Linked DNA regions of Zea mays: region 2 is linked to region 1. Evidence: chromatin contacts called from public Hi-C data. All regions are on one chromosome and are shown on one strand. Each heading gives the region's core, a stretch centred on a gene start, on an enhancer-like site or on the middle of the called end of the contact. The rest is flanking DNA. Distances are from core to core; before and after follow the strand shown.

What was found. A called contact is a pair of places that touch in the nucleus more often than the background predicts.
Region 2: a Hi-C map of ear shows a contact between it and region 1, with 2.6 times the contacts expected there. The contact joins the promoter of LOC100281577 here to the promoter of LOC100193860 in region 1. A contact is called at or near these places in 2 of 25 Hi-C or Micro-C datasets (ear and tassel).

Annotation. Positions count from the first base shown.
Region 1 is chr5:171,251,063-171,257,830 of Zm-B73-REFERENCE-NAM-5.0, reverse strand. It overlaps LOC100193860, which reads left to right and starts at 5,192. Exons shown (of 6, transcript NM_001138940.1): 1 at 5,192-5,520; 2 at 6,038-6,153; 3 at 6,442-6,568. The coding sequence starts at 5,254. It overlaps LOC100276565, which reads right to left and starts at 5,516. Exons shown (of 2, transcript XM_008683418.3): 1 at 3,745-5,516; 2 at 2,703-3,604. The coding sequence starts at 5,016. The coding sequence ends at 3,835.
Region 2 is chr5:171,521,568-171,528,505 of Zm-B73-REFERENCE-NAM-5.0, reverse strand. It overlaps LOC100281577, which reads left to right and starts at 4,995. Exons shown (of 2, transcript NM_001368321.1): 1 at 4,995-5,796; 2 at 6,840-6,938. The coding sequence starts at 5,395.

The DNA of each region.
Region 1 (6,768 bases), core at 3,943-6,442:
CATTTACAGTCAGGACGGATCATTACAGTTTGAAGTTCATCTTGGACCAGCGGCTCTCCACCATTCCCCAACACACATGGGTCAGTAAATTATTTGGCTATGATTTGACTGTTGAATATCGTCCGGGCAAATTGAATGGTGCTGCAGATGCTTTATCTCGGCGGGAAGAACCAATGGGCACTGTGCACAGCATATCACTCCCCATATTCTCGCTGTTTGACAACTTGCGAGATGAGGCGGCCACTAATTCCCAGGTGCAGGCTATCCGTGCTCAGTTGGAAGCAGGAACAGCCAAAGAAGACTGGACTGAAGTAGATGGGTTGCTGCTGTTTAAAGGCAAGATCTTCGTCCCAGATGCATCCGCTATGTGGCCACTCCTCTTGGCCGATGCCCATGATGGGGCGCATGAAGGTGTGGAGAAGACGGTGCACCGTTGGCGGGCTACATTTTATAATGCTCATGCCCTCCAACGAATCAGAGAATATGTGAAGGGCTGCTCCGTATGTCAACGCAACAAATCAGTCCACTTACATCCTGCCGGGCTACTGCAACCATTACCAATTCCAGCAGGCATTTGGAGTGATATTTCCATGGATTTTGTGGAAGGTTTTTCCAAGGTGGGCGGTAAATCAGTAATTCTAACAGTGGTGGACAGATTTTCCAAAATGGCGCACTTCATCCCATTAGGCCACCCATACACAGCAGCCTCAGTCGCCAAGGCCTTCTTTGATGGCATTGTCCGGCTTCATGGTTTTCCTTGCTCCATTGTTAGTGATCGGGACACGGTTTTCACTAGTGTTTTTTGGACCGAGCTGTTTCGCTTAGCTGGGGTAAAACTGCACATGAGTTCCGCCTTTCATCCTCAATCTGATGGCCAATCGGAAGTGGTCAATCAGATCATTATCATGTATCTTCGCTGCCTAGCCGGCGACCGTCCAAGAACTTGGTTACAGTGGTTACCATGGGCAGAATTTTGTTACAACACTTCGTACCACTCCGCCCTCAAATGTTCTCCCTTTCGGGTAGTTTATGGCCGAGAGCCACCAACATTGTTAGCTTACCATCCTGGTGTCGCAAAGGTGGCAGCGGTAGATCAGCAGCTCCAGGAACGAGATGAATTTCTGACTGAAATCAAGGAAAGGCTGGTACAGGCACAACTTGTGATGAAAACATATCAAGATCAGTCACGACGAGAGGTCGAATTCCACGAAGGCGATTGGGTATGGCTCCGTTTACAACAGCGAACAGCAGTGGGTGTCACCGCGGCTGCTCCGTCGAAATTGGGTCCTCGCTTCTTTGGGCCCTACCAGGTAACAAGTCGCATTGGGAAAGTCTCTTATAAGTTGCAGCTGCCAGCACGGGCCCGGATCCACGACGTCTTCCATGTATCCTTGTTAAAAAAGTTTGAAGGCACAGCACCAACCGCCATCGTTCCATTACCGGAAATTCTGCATGGCAGAGTCATTCCAACTCCAAACAAGGTCCTCAAGGCTCGGCTGAATCGAGGAGTTTGGGAACTCTTAGTCCATTGGGTGGGTCGGCCAGCATCAGATGCCTCTTGGGAGCAATTGGAAGACTTCACACAGACGTATCCTCTTTTTAAGCTCGCGGACGAGCTGTTTCTTGCGGAGGGGAGAAATGTTACTGATGCATTTGTAGGCTGCAAGTACCAGAGGCGCAGGCGCCAGGATCCAGCAGCAGAATCAAACAAGGAAAGTGATCAGAAAAGTGGCTAGCAATCCGGTTAGTAGGCAAGTTTTTATTACAGGGAGATATGCATTAGTTTGTTTCCAGAATAAAGGATATGCATTAGTTTACTTCCAGTTTCAGTTATTTAGTTCCTTTTGAAGGGTCGCCTCATACTATAAAGGCAGACCCGTAGTTTGTATTAGGATCATCGAGGAATAAAGTCTCCCTGCAGTTGGGCGGGACTATCTCGATCATCGTGGCTCGGCAAGCTGCCAGCCGCGGTGACGACGCCCGTCTACCTAGCCACAGTTCTTACCCTCTCAGATCTGTTCCTGGTTCTAGCCTCCTCCTCCTCTCACCTCTACGGTCGCCAAAGAGGCCCTCCAGAGGTGGCCGCATCACTGTGTTCCATTCTTACCTGGTGGGTGTCATTTTATAGAACTAATTTACAATTTTATTCCATAGAATCAGAGTACGCTTTTTTTTTCTCAAACATGTATGAGAACTGTGTATTATTGTATTAAAAGAGGAGGACCTTACAAAACACCACACACACTATAGATGCCCAAACGGGCGGCCCGGCCCGGGCCCGTTAGGCCCGACGGATAATTGGGCCGTGCCCGGCCGGCCCGCGTGCCGCAGCCACGGCCCAAGCACGGCACGCCGGCCTGGTAGTCGTGCCGGGCCGGCCCGTTAAGTGTATGGACGAGGATTTGAACCCGCGCCCTCCCTCCAACAGGAGGAACGCACTAACTGAAACAGACTAACCAGTAGAACTCTAGTGTATTTGTTGTAAATATCGAATATAAAATGTTAATATATATATACTATGTTTTATAAAATAAAAAACATATAATCGTGCCGGGCCGGGCTGGCACTGCGGGCCGAGCCAGCGGCCCAAGCACGGCACAGTTCTCGTGTCGGGCCTAGCCCGACACTATTAAACGGGCCGTGCTTCGGGCCGGCCCGTTAGGCACGGCCCATTTGGCCATCTATAACACACACCCAAAAAGAAACTTGTATAAATCACCTTTGCACCAAGAAAAAGAATACGGCCACAACCTAAAGAACGCACACACTTCTGCGACAACTAGATGAAAAGGTAAAAATACCTTTAGCCCCAGCCAAACCCCACAACTGAATTTTCTGGCTAGCAAGAAATAAGGCTCTAGCCAAACAAGAGGACACCCATCATAAACACTTATGTTGCGGTGATTCTAGATGGTCCAAGACCCAAGAATCACAAAGGAGCTGAGGTCTTTCTGCAATTATCCTCCAGCAGCAAGAATAATCTTCTCCCACGAATCATCAAAGAACTCTTCTCCAATCTGAATGTCAAGGATTTGTAGGCCTACTATTTGGAATAGCCTGAACAAAAAAACTCTGACAAGGATGCAAGAAAGGTGAAGATGGTTTATGGATTCCTTAGCTTGATCACAGTGAGGACACCCCTCTGGAAGGAAATGTCTTCTGATTCATGTTACATGACTTCTCACGGTAAAAAAGCAATTCAAGTGTCTGGTTGTCAAATTTCGAGGCAAGTACAATAAGGAAGGGCAAAATTTTCCTCAAAGGAAAAAAGGATGAAAACTAAGAGCAAAAGCTGAGAGCTCATTGAAAATGATAGGAGAGCGAAAATAGACAAGCCAGCAACAAGCCTTGCTTCTTATTTGATTCAGTGGAGCTGCATACAGAATGCGTCAGTGAAATCCTTTTTCCAAGCCCCAAATCTGATTTCTAACTCTGGAAGATAATACCAATTCTCTGCATACAGATGCCAGGTTACCATTATGAAAACTTCCATAAGATGCCGTCAATTGAATGAAGTAATGTAAAATCCAATGAACCCCAGGTCTGTTTTTCTTGGTCCATAACAACATGCATTACAAGTTTACAACATAAGCTCGGCCACAAACTGCACAAGCAAGAAATGATAAATTTGTCAGCATTCTTAGGATAAACACTGCATAAAGGTGGGCAATCGCAAACAGAATAATAATGTAAGTTCAGATGAAGCAATCACGACATATACCCACTGAATCATTCGCAGAGCACCTGTTCAACACGTTTAGAGATTGTCCTCTTGGATCCAGAGCATCCATGATATATCCAGTGCACACCAGATAGACATAAATTAAAGTGCATTCACTTGGAGAGTTCAAATTCATCTCCTCCCACCACACATCCCTCATGCTGCCTGCTAAAAGAACCATGTCTTTCTCTACCCCTCGTCCTTGGTGGCAATGCTGCCCTCAACAAAGTGGAGTACTCTTCCCTGATAGCAACAAGCGGATGTGCATGCTTCTCAAGCAGCTGGCTTCCACCGCCGTAAGCTTCTCTAAGAACAACCATCTGAGTGCCACAAACCCTGGACAGGTAAAAAATGCCAGGGTGGCGTTCGAACACCTTGGTGAACTTCTGCGGCATGCCAAGCAGCTTCCTCATATTGCTCACATTCTGGCGCTCCGTTCTCTTCGCCACAGTGAGGTGCAGCAGCTCATGGAACACTCCCACATTCCGCTTCTCCGACACGTCTGTGCGGCGGTCGAGGCCTGAAGCGTCAGCGTATGGGCTGGTGTATGGCAGCGCCTGCCACTCCCGTAGCCAGGACATGCACTTGCTTCTCAGACCATAACCCCTAGTGAAGCTCACCGGGAAGGGGATGCAGGTGGTATCGCCTCCGTCAGCGCTCTTCTCAAGCTCGGAGACGGCGAGAAGATCGTCCCAGGAGAGGAGGCGGAGCCAGACGCGCTCGTCGCCCTCCGGCTGCTCAAGGGCGAAGTGGTCAGGGTAGCGGGGGAGGATGGAGTCCTGGTAATCGCTGGGCAGGCCAAGGTCCCAGCGGAGAAGGTCGACGGTGTGGAGCGGGAGCGAACGGGGGAGAGTGAGCATGAGGAGACGGCGGAGGCGGGCGACGAGGTCGCCCTCGGTGGCGAAGAGACAATCTACCTCCCGCTGCCGCAGGACGAACGCCATGTCTGTCGGCGACACGCCGCCGCGGGACAACGTGAACATGGTATGGTATCTCCTGAGGAACTCGAGCAAAGAGTGTGCGGAACCACATATCCTTCGAGCGGACTTTTCAGCGAGGAGGTCCGACCGCGAGACGCGGTGGCCGGGCCGGGAGAACACGAGGTCGAGCAGGTGGTGGGCGGTGCGGAGGTGCCGCTCCCGCGACACTGCAGCGTCGAGGGCCCGGTCCTTGACCCACTTCACCTTCACGTTCACCAACGTCGCGCGCTGCTCCGCCGCAAACAACGGCGTCCCTGACGGCGCCGCGTTCCACCAGCCCCTCCTCGTCGCTGAGCGCAGCCATCGCCACGCCATGGGAAAGCGCCGGCGAGACGCGCTGCCCAGGTGCTCGTTTAGTTGGGCCTAATGAAATGAAATGAAATGTTGGGCCGGCCGTACGAGGAGGCCCGCCGAGGTTAAGCGAAGATACCGAGGGGATAATAAAGCGTGGCCGCCGAGAGAGCGAGAAACGCGAGGTCACGAGATATGGCGGACGGCAAGCGAGGGGAGGATTCGGCCGTGGCGTTGAAGACCTCGCCGTCGTCGGCGGTGATGGCTGGGGGTTTACGCGGCGTGAGCAACCCTCTGGAGGAGTGGAGCGGGCGCGTGAAGGCGATTGAGGCCGGGTTCCGCGCGTGGATGGCGAAGCAACCCATCCAAATCGAGGCCGCGGTGACCACGGCCGTGGGGGCGGTGCAGGGCGGGGCTCTGGGTGGGCTCATGGGCTCGCTCACAGCTGACGGCGGGTCGCCGTTCCCCATCCCGCAGCCGCCGCCCAACGCCAACCCAGAGGCCATGGCGTCGTTCAAGCAGGCCCAGGTTGTCAACCAATCTCGTCTTGGGTGATTTACGTAGCTTATATGTGTAAAATTCGTCTTTTGCTCCGAAATTGCAATTACAGATGATTAATCCAATCCATTTAGAGTGTTTGTCCGCGGAAGGAAGCAATTCACCATTAGTTTCTCTAGCCTGTTCCACGATTTGACGGTAATCGTAGCATGAAGGTTATTATTAATTACAATGACTCGTATAGGGTGAGTTCTGTCTGCAATTTACTGTGTTTAGATATGGGGTAATCGCTGGTGTGAGTCTGGGACAACATTGTATGTAATTGAATGTAACCAATAATCATATGGTTAAGAGAAAACTAGCAATTGACTATGAATTGCATAAAGCAATATACTATTTGGATCATCCATTGTGTTCAATAACTACTCCCAAAACAAATTTGAGGAAATGCTCACTTATTTGTAAGCTGTAACCATCACTCCTGTGCCTTATAGTGATATTTTTGTTCAATTATTTTGCATATCGATGCTAACAGGGTGATTTGTAGGCTTTAGCTGGTGGACCTTTGGTGCAAGCCCGGAACTTTGCAGTCATGACCGGTGCAAACGCAGGCATATCTTGTGTCATGAGAAGGATACGAGGGAAAGAGGATATCCAGGGCAGGTGGGGGTTCATAATTTTATTTTATCTTCCATACATTTCAGGGAGCGTTCACAGTTCACTAAAGTACTCAATGTGTTTGATTTAATCTCACTAATGTCAAGATGTGCACATCTTAATACCTTCATATATCTGAATCAAAGCTGGTAATTCTTATATTTCTTTTGCGTATTTGGTGCAAAAATGGTATCTTGATTCAATATGTTATTTGTAGTTAATCCTTGGCTTAAAAAAATCCTAGTTTATTAATTAGAGTGTTCCTTTATGTTTGATAATGTCATGTTTGTATAGCATGGCAGCTGCTTTCGGTTCTGGTGCTCTTTTCTCCATAGTGAGCGGAATGGGAACTCCTAATCCAGTAGCAAATGCAGTTACAACTGGTGTTGCTTTTGCAGTATTTCAAGGTGGCTTTTTCATGGTAAGCACCTTGCTATCTTTGTCAATTAATTAAATATGGAGTCACTTTACTGCTATAGTTCATTGGTATGAATATTTTATATGTATATTGTATTGCCTAGTTCATTGCCATTTCCTCTTTAAGAGAGATTGAGCTCGAGACAGGAATGTTGTCATATCTGTGGAAAGTATGTATTGGACATTTAGTTTTTCTATTAAATT
Region 2 (6,938 bases), core at 3,746-6,245, 270 kb before region 1:
AACTTCAAGCGAAATGAAGTTTGGACACTGGTGCCACGTCCCAAGCAAAATGTTGTGGGAACCAAGTGGGTGTTCCGCAAAAACAGGACGAGCATGGGGTGGAGACAAGGAACAAGGCTCGACTTGTGGCAAAAGGTTATGCCCAAGTCGCAGGTTTGGACTTTGAGGAGACTTTTGCTCCTGTGGCTAGGCTAGAGTCTATTCGCATTTTGTTAGCCTATGTCGCTCACCATTCTTTCAGGTTGTTCCAAATGGATGTGAAGAGCGCTTTCCTCAACGGGTCAATCAAGGAGGAGGTGTACGTAGAGTAACCCCCTGGCTTTGAGGATGAACGGTACCCCGACCACGTGTGTAAGCTCTCTAAGGCACTCTATGGACTTAAGCAAGCCCCAAGAGCATGGTATGAATGCCTTAGAGACTTTCTAATTGCTAATGCTTTCAAGGTTGGGAAAGCCGATCCAACTTTATTCACTAAGACTTGTGATGGTGACTTATTTGTGTGCCAAATTTATGTCGATGACATAATATTTGGTTCTACTAACCAAAAGCCTTGTGAAGAGTTTAGCAGGGTGATGACTCAAAAGTTTGAGATGTCGATGATGGGCGAGTTGAACTACTTCCTTGGGTTCCAAGTGAAGCAACTCAAGGATGGCACCTTCATCTCTCAAACGAAGTACATGTAAGACTTGCTCAAGCAGTTTGGGATGAAGGATGCCAAGCCCGCAAAGACTCCAATGGGAACCGACGGACATGTCGACCTCAACAAAGGAGGTAAGTCCGTTGATCAAAAGGCATACCGGTCTATGATAGGGTCTTTACTTTATTTATGTGCTAGTAGACCGGATATTATGCTAAGCGTATGCATGTGTGCTAGATTTCAATCCGACCCAAGGGAGTGTCACCTTGTGGCCGTTAAGCGAATTCTTAGATATTTAGTTGCTACGCCTTGCTTCGGGATCTGGTATCCAAAGGGGTCTACCTTTGACTTGATTAGATACTCAGACTCCGACTATGCTGGATGTAAGGTCGATAGGAAGAGTACATCAGGGACGTGCCAATTCCTAGGAAGGTCCCTGGTGTCCTGGAGTTCTAAGAAACAAACTTCTGTTGCCCTATCCACCGCTGAGGCCGAGTATGTTGCCGCAGGACAGTGTTGCGCGCAACTACTTTGGATGAGGCAAACCCTCCGGGACTTTGGCTACAATCTGAGCAAAGTCCCACTCCTATGTGACAATGAGAGTGCTATCTGCATGGCGGACAATCCTGTTGAACACAGCCGCACAAAGCACATAGACATCCGGCATCACTTTTTGAGAGACCACCAACAAAAGGGAGATATCGAAGTGTTTTATGTTAGCACCAAGAACCAGCTAGCCGATATCTTTACCAAGCCTCTAGATGAGAAGACCTTTTGCAGGCTGCGTAGTGAGCTAAATGTCTTAGATTCGCGTAACTTAGATTGATCTATAGCATACATGTGTTTTATGCCTTTGATCATGTTCCTTTATGCATGTTATTGCTTATTTATGGTGCTCAAGTTGTGCAAGGGATCCCCGGACCTCACAAGTCCATATGTGAATGTTGCACATATTTAGGGGGAGAAATGCTACAACTTGACCCTTTGAGACTAACCGTGTGCTTGAGTTTTCTTAACCTGGTCTCAAAGGATGATTGAAAGGGAAAAGGTGAACTTGGACCATGCAAGACTTCCACTGCACTCCGATGAGAGGGTAATTTACTCCAAGTTCATCTCCATGCTCTTATTGCCTTTTTACTCTTAATTGAAGATTTTGGTGAGGCAATGAGGTTTAAGGGCCAAAAATGATCCCGTTTTGGTGCTTAATGCCAAAGGGGGAGAAATTAAGGCCAAAGCAAGAAATGGATCGGCTACCACTTGAGAATTTTGAAAATAGTAGAGTTAGAGTTTTTGTTTTGGCAAGATACTCTTATTGTCTCTTATTGTCAAAAGTTGGTCTCTTGTGGGGGGAATGTTTGATTATGGGAAAAAGGGGGAGTTTTTGAATCTTTGATCAATTTCTCTTGGAATACCTCTCTCTATGCCTCAACAAGTGAATTTGACTTAGAGATAAGAAATTGAGTTTGATTTGCAAAAACAAACCAAGTGGTGGCAAAGAATGATCCAATTATGCTAAATTTGAATCAAAAACAAATTTTTGTTCTCATTTGCATTGATGTTGCACTTCTTTAGTTGCCTTTTGTTGTGTTGGCATAAATCACCAGAAAGGGGGAGATTGAAAGGGAAATGTGCCCTTGGGCCGTTTCTATAAGATTTTGGTGATTAAGTGATCCACACAAATGCTTTGAGTGATATTTGTGCCAAAGACTCAAGAAGTGCAAATCAAGATTAAAGGTATGTTTCTAGACTTAGTACATTGTTTTGAAGACTAATGTATTATGTCTAAGTGCTAGAAACAGGAGAAATCGTTTTGGAGAAAAGTTGGCTATGTACAGCCAAAAGGCTGCTCAGTCTGGGTGCACCGGACTGTCCGGTGGTGCACCGGACAGTGTCCGGTGTGCTAGGACCAGACCCGATGAACAGCCTACTCTCGGGTCTCGACGACGGCGTACGGCTATAAATCACCGGACTGTCCGGTGGTGCACCGGACTGTCCGGTGAGTCGTCTGCGGCGAAGTCGCCGCTCTTGAGAAACAGTCAACAGCGTACGGCTAAAATTCACCGGACTGTCCGGTGAGCCAACGGTCGACTGCGCCAACGGTCGACCGCACAATCCGCGCGTGACGCGTGGCCGAGCCAACGGTCGGACGGGGGCACCGGGCGGTGTCCGGTGCGCCAACGGCTCCAAATCTTCAACGGTCGGCTGCGCCAATTTAGGAAAGCAATCTGCACCGGACAGTGAACAGTGGATGTCCGGTGGTACACCGGACTGTCCGGTGCGCCACCCGACAGAAGGCAAGAATTGCCTTCCTGGATTGCTTCCAACGACTCCTAGCTGCCTTGGGGCTATAAAAGGGACCCCTAGGCGCATGGAGGAGCACACCAAGCATACTTTGAGCAATCTTAATCTCTCACACTCCGTCTTTACGCACTCAATTGATATTCTCAGTGATTTGAGCTCTGTTCTAGTGGTGAACTTGTTGCGATTCATTCGAGCTCAATTCTTAGCTGTGTGTGCGCGTATTGCTGTGGATTTGTGTGTGTTGCTTACCTCCCTTACTCTAGTGCTTTCACTTTGATCCTCATTGTAAGGGCGAGAGACTCCAAGTTGTGGAGATTCCTTGCAAACGGGAAAGAGTAAAGAAAGAAGAACAACGTGGTATTCAAGTTGATCATTGGATCACTTGAAAGGAGATGAGTGCAACCCTCGTCCATTGGGACGCCACAACATGGAGGTAGACAAGTGTTGTACTTGTCGAACCACGGGATAACTCGCGTGTCTCTTGTGATTGCTTTTTGTATGATTGTTGTGATTCGCAAGAGCTCGCTTTATAGTCACTTCGTATTATCTCTCTAACACTTAACCAAGTTTTGTGGCTATAAGTTTTAAGTTTTTATAGGATCACCTATTCACCCCCTCTAGGTGCTCTCACTCACAAGCCTGAACGAATCCGAACCGAGCCGTATTTTTCAACTCACAATGCGACTGAGCCAAGCCAAGCTCAGCTCGCCACGTTTTCGGCCCTAATAAGTTATACTGAGAAAGCCACAACTACAACATCTAATATATTTGAACAGCTATTGTTGTATTTCTAACTATCATTCAGTGCGTGGGTTTGTGCGGAATTATATGAGGTTTATTTTTTTATCTCACATTTTCTTCTTAATATAATAATACATAGTTCTCCTGCATTTTTGAAAAAAAAATCTTTAAACAGCTAAACATCCTGACTCGTGCTTAAAAGAGCAAGGAGACGAAGGAAATTGATCAGGTAGTTCTTTTCTTAATTTCTATCCTTTACGTGATTTTTTAGTATTTTTGTGACTAAAGAATTTAAATAAAAGTAGTGTTATCGGGCACTAGCAATAGACAGAGCGGGAGGAATCGTAATTCGTAAACAATAAACACAACACAAAAATATCCCCTCTGGTTTTGAATAAACGATTAAATTTAGAGTATTCTTATGTTATTTTAAAAAAAAAATAACGAAACTTATAGAAAAAAAACTATAATAATTATACCATAAACTTATTAGATTTCAATCTTACTATGAAAAAGTTGGATACTTATGCTATTTGCATGGACCACTTTATTATTATTTTGTTTAAGAAAAGAGGGGAAAATGTTTGGTCCGCTACTCGGCTCGCCTAGTCTTGTCTGCATGTTCGTCCACCAGTTTTATTATGCAACCGTCGTGAGTGGTGACTATAAATGACCAATAAGCACGAGGCCTGCGAGCCCAACACAAAGCTCGCTTTTTGGGTCTAGACCGGTCCGGCACAAATAAACGGGTTATGCTTGACAAAAAATTAGGCATGGCGAGCTAGCCCAGCATGGGTCGTTTGCCTCTAAATCCGTTAAGCCCGTTTTTTTACACTAAAACGTGTTTACCGATCGGCTTAGCCCGCTTTTCAACCCACTTTTTACCGTTCTATTTAGACCCGCTGCGGGTCGAACTCGGACAGAAAATTGATCTCATGAGTTTAGCCGGTCTGACTCGGTTTTCTAACGGTGTCTGGCGGGCCGAGCGGCCCTTTTGGCCATCTCAGTCGTGACCCAGAGTTCCTGTTGCGTTCGTTGGCAGCGCCGGTTGTCGGCAGAGGCCGCCGTGGATGACCCCGTGATGACGCAAACCGGCGACGGCCAGTTTCCACCACCGCCTCGGCGCCAGGCAGCTTACACGAGGGCTCCACACCACCGCCCTCGCTGACACGGCCACCTGCCACGGCCACGGGCCACCACACGCCTCACCTGAACAACTTCCCCAAAATATCCCGGCCTCTCTTCGCCCCCAAGCAAACCCCTCCGCCTCCCGGCGCCCGCATCGCCTCTCGCCTGCGCTGCGCTTTCCTTCCCCCAAGATATTTTCCGGCCGCTCTACCCTGTAGCTGTAGCGCGTGCGCGCACCGCCTTGCCCTGCGGTCCGCAGCCACGAGACTGCCCTGCCCCGCCGCCAAGTGGCCAGAATCCCGCCGCGGGGCCCGCCGCGATCGCCCACCAAAACCACCCTCGGGCTCGGGTATACTACACAGATACATGGCCGGCCATCTCTGAGCCGGTCTCCCGGCAGCAGCAGTCCCTCGGGTTGTCCACGCGGAGCGCCAGCCGATGGCCGGCCACAGTATGTCGGTTCACCCGAAGCCTATAAATTCCTCGCCGCCCCGCCTCTCGCCGCCCCGCCTCTCGCCGCCCATTTCCCTCCGCCGCCTCCTAATCCTCAACACCCGCGCCCCCAACCGCGCCCGTCGTATGCCACCATGCACCGCGCCCGCCCCACCGCGCACGCTAATGACCCCGATGCTCCGTACGCCGCCGCCGTCGCGATGCTGCTGGAGCCCAAACTCGAGGACGAGGAGTTGCCGCTGCAGCAGCTGGCGTCCCCGGGCCCCTTCGTGTCCCTGGACCAGCTGATGCCGGCGGTGGCCGTGCCGGCCGAACCGCGCCCGCTGGAGGCGCTGCTGCAAGGCCCGCAGCTGCCGCCCTTCCTGTCCAAGACGTACGACCTGGTGAACGAGCCGGCGCTGGACGGGGTCATCTCCTGGGGCGCTGCCGGGAACAGCTTCGTCGTGTGGGACCCCTCCACCTTCGCGCGCGACGTGCTGCCGCACAACTTCAAGCACAACAATTTCTCCAGCTTCGTCAGGCAGCTCAACACCTATGTGCGTACACACAACTCTTCCGTTCCTCTGTTTCCCCTCACAAATCACAATCCGTCGCTCTGTTGTTGGAATGCTCTGCTTCGGCTCATGCCCCCCCCCCCCCCCCCCCCCCCCCCTGACCCCTGTTATGCTATTGATCATCTTGGGTACCGTACGCCTAAGTAAAAATTCCGCTGACGTGTAGAGTGCCTATGGAGATATTGCTGCGGATTTGTTTCTCTTTTGGTTGTTAATTGGTGTTGTATCGTGTGAGTCATGTATAAAACTGCCCTGTAAATGGAGTGTGTACTCTGTTCTTGCTTTCTTCCTTGAGCTGAACCGCGTCATGTAACACGCATCAAAACTGGCCGCACCAAATTATAAATTGGATTAGGATTGAGGCAATCCTGAGGAGTAGATCCTGTGATGGGCAAAGGCTAATCCGTTTCACGGGACGCGACGCTATGCAAGGTAAGCTTCACGATCCACATGTGCATACGCACCTCTGTTGCAATTCGATTCTTTCTTCTTGGAGTGTACAGCAGTAGGGCTAGCTGCACATTCGTTCTCATTTCCCGGTCAAGTGCTGCATAATGTTTTGTTGGTTGTTTGCTGCATTGTGTGGCTATGCATTTTCGGCTAAACACTCTGCCCCAGTCTTCCCAGGATTGGGCGATTGGCATAGTGCTCGTCTACCTCTTACAGCTTACCTTTTCTCCATGTTTGCTGTACTTTCTTGAAGCATGTGCCTCTTGCTTCGATACTCTGAAATTAGTTTCCTGATTGTCAATGATGAGGTTGGGAGATCTTAGTGCTGATTCTTGATAGATGTTTAGTTCTTGGGTAGTGATAATTGGTAGCTAGTTACTTGGTGTAGGTTTAGGTGGAGATCTCATTATGAATGAGGCTTTAGCTTATTACTGCATCAAATGGAATTCATCGCATGTTTACATTCGTTTGAACAGTTCTAGCGTAGCTAATTGTTTTCTTTAAGAAAAAAAATTGGATCTGTTTTGTTGTTTTCTGGTAGTTATAACTCTGTCTACCTTGTTTAATGTACTCAGGGTTTCCGCAAGGTTCATGCTGACAGATGGGAGTTTGCTCACGAAGATTTCCTGCGAGATAGCAAGCATCTATTGAAGAGGATTGTCAGGCGCAGGTCC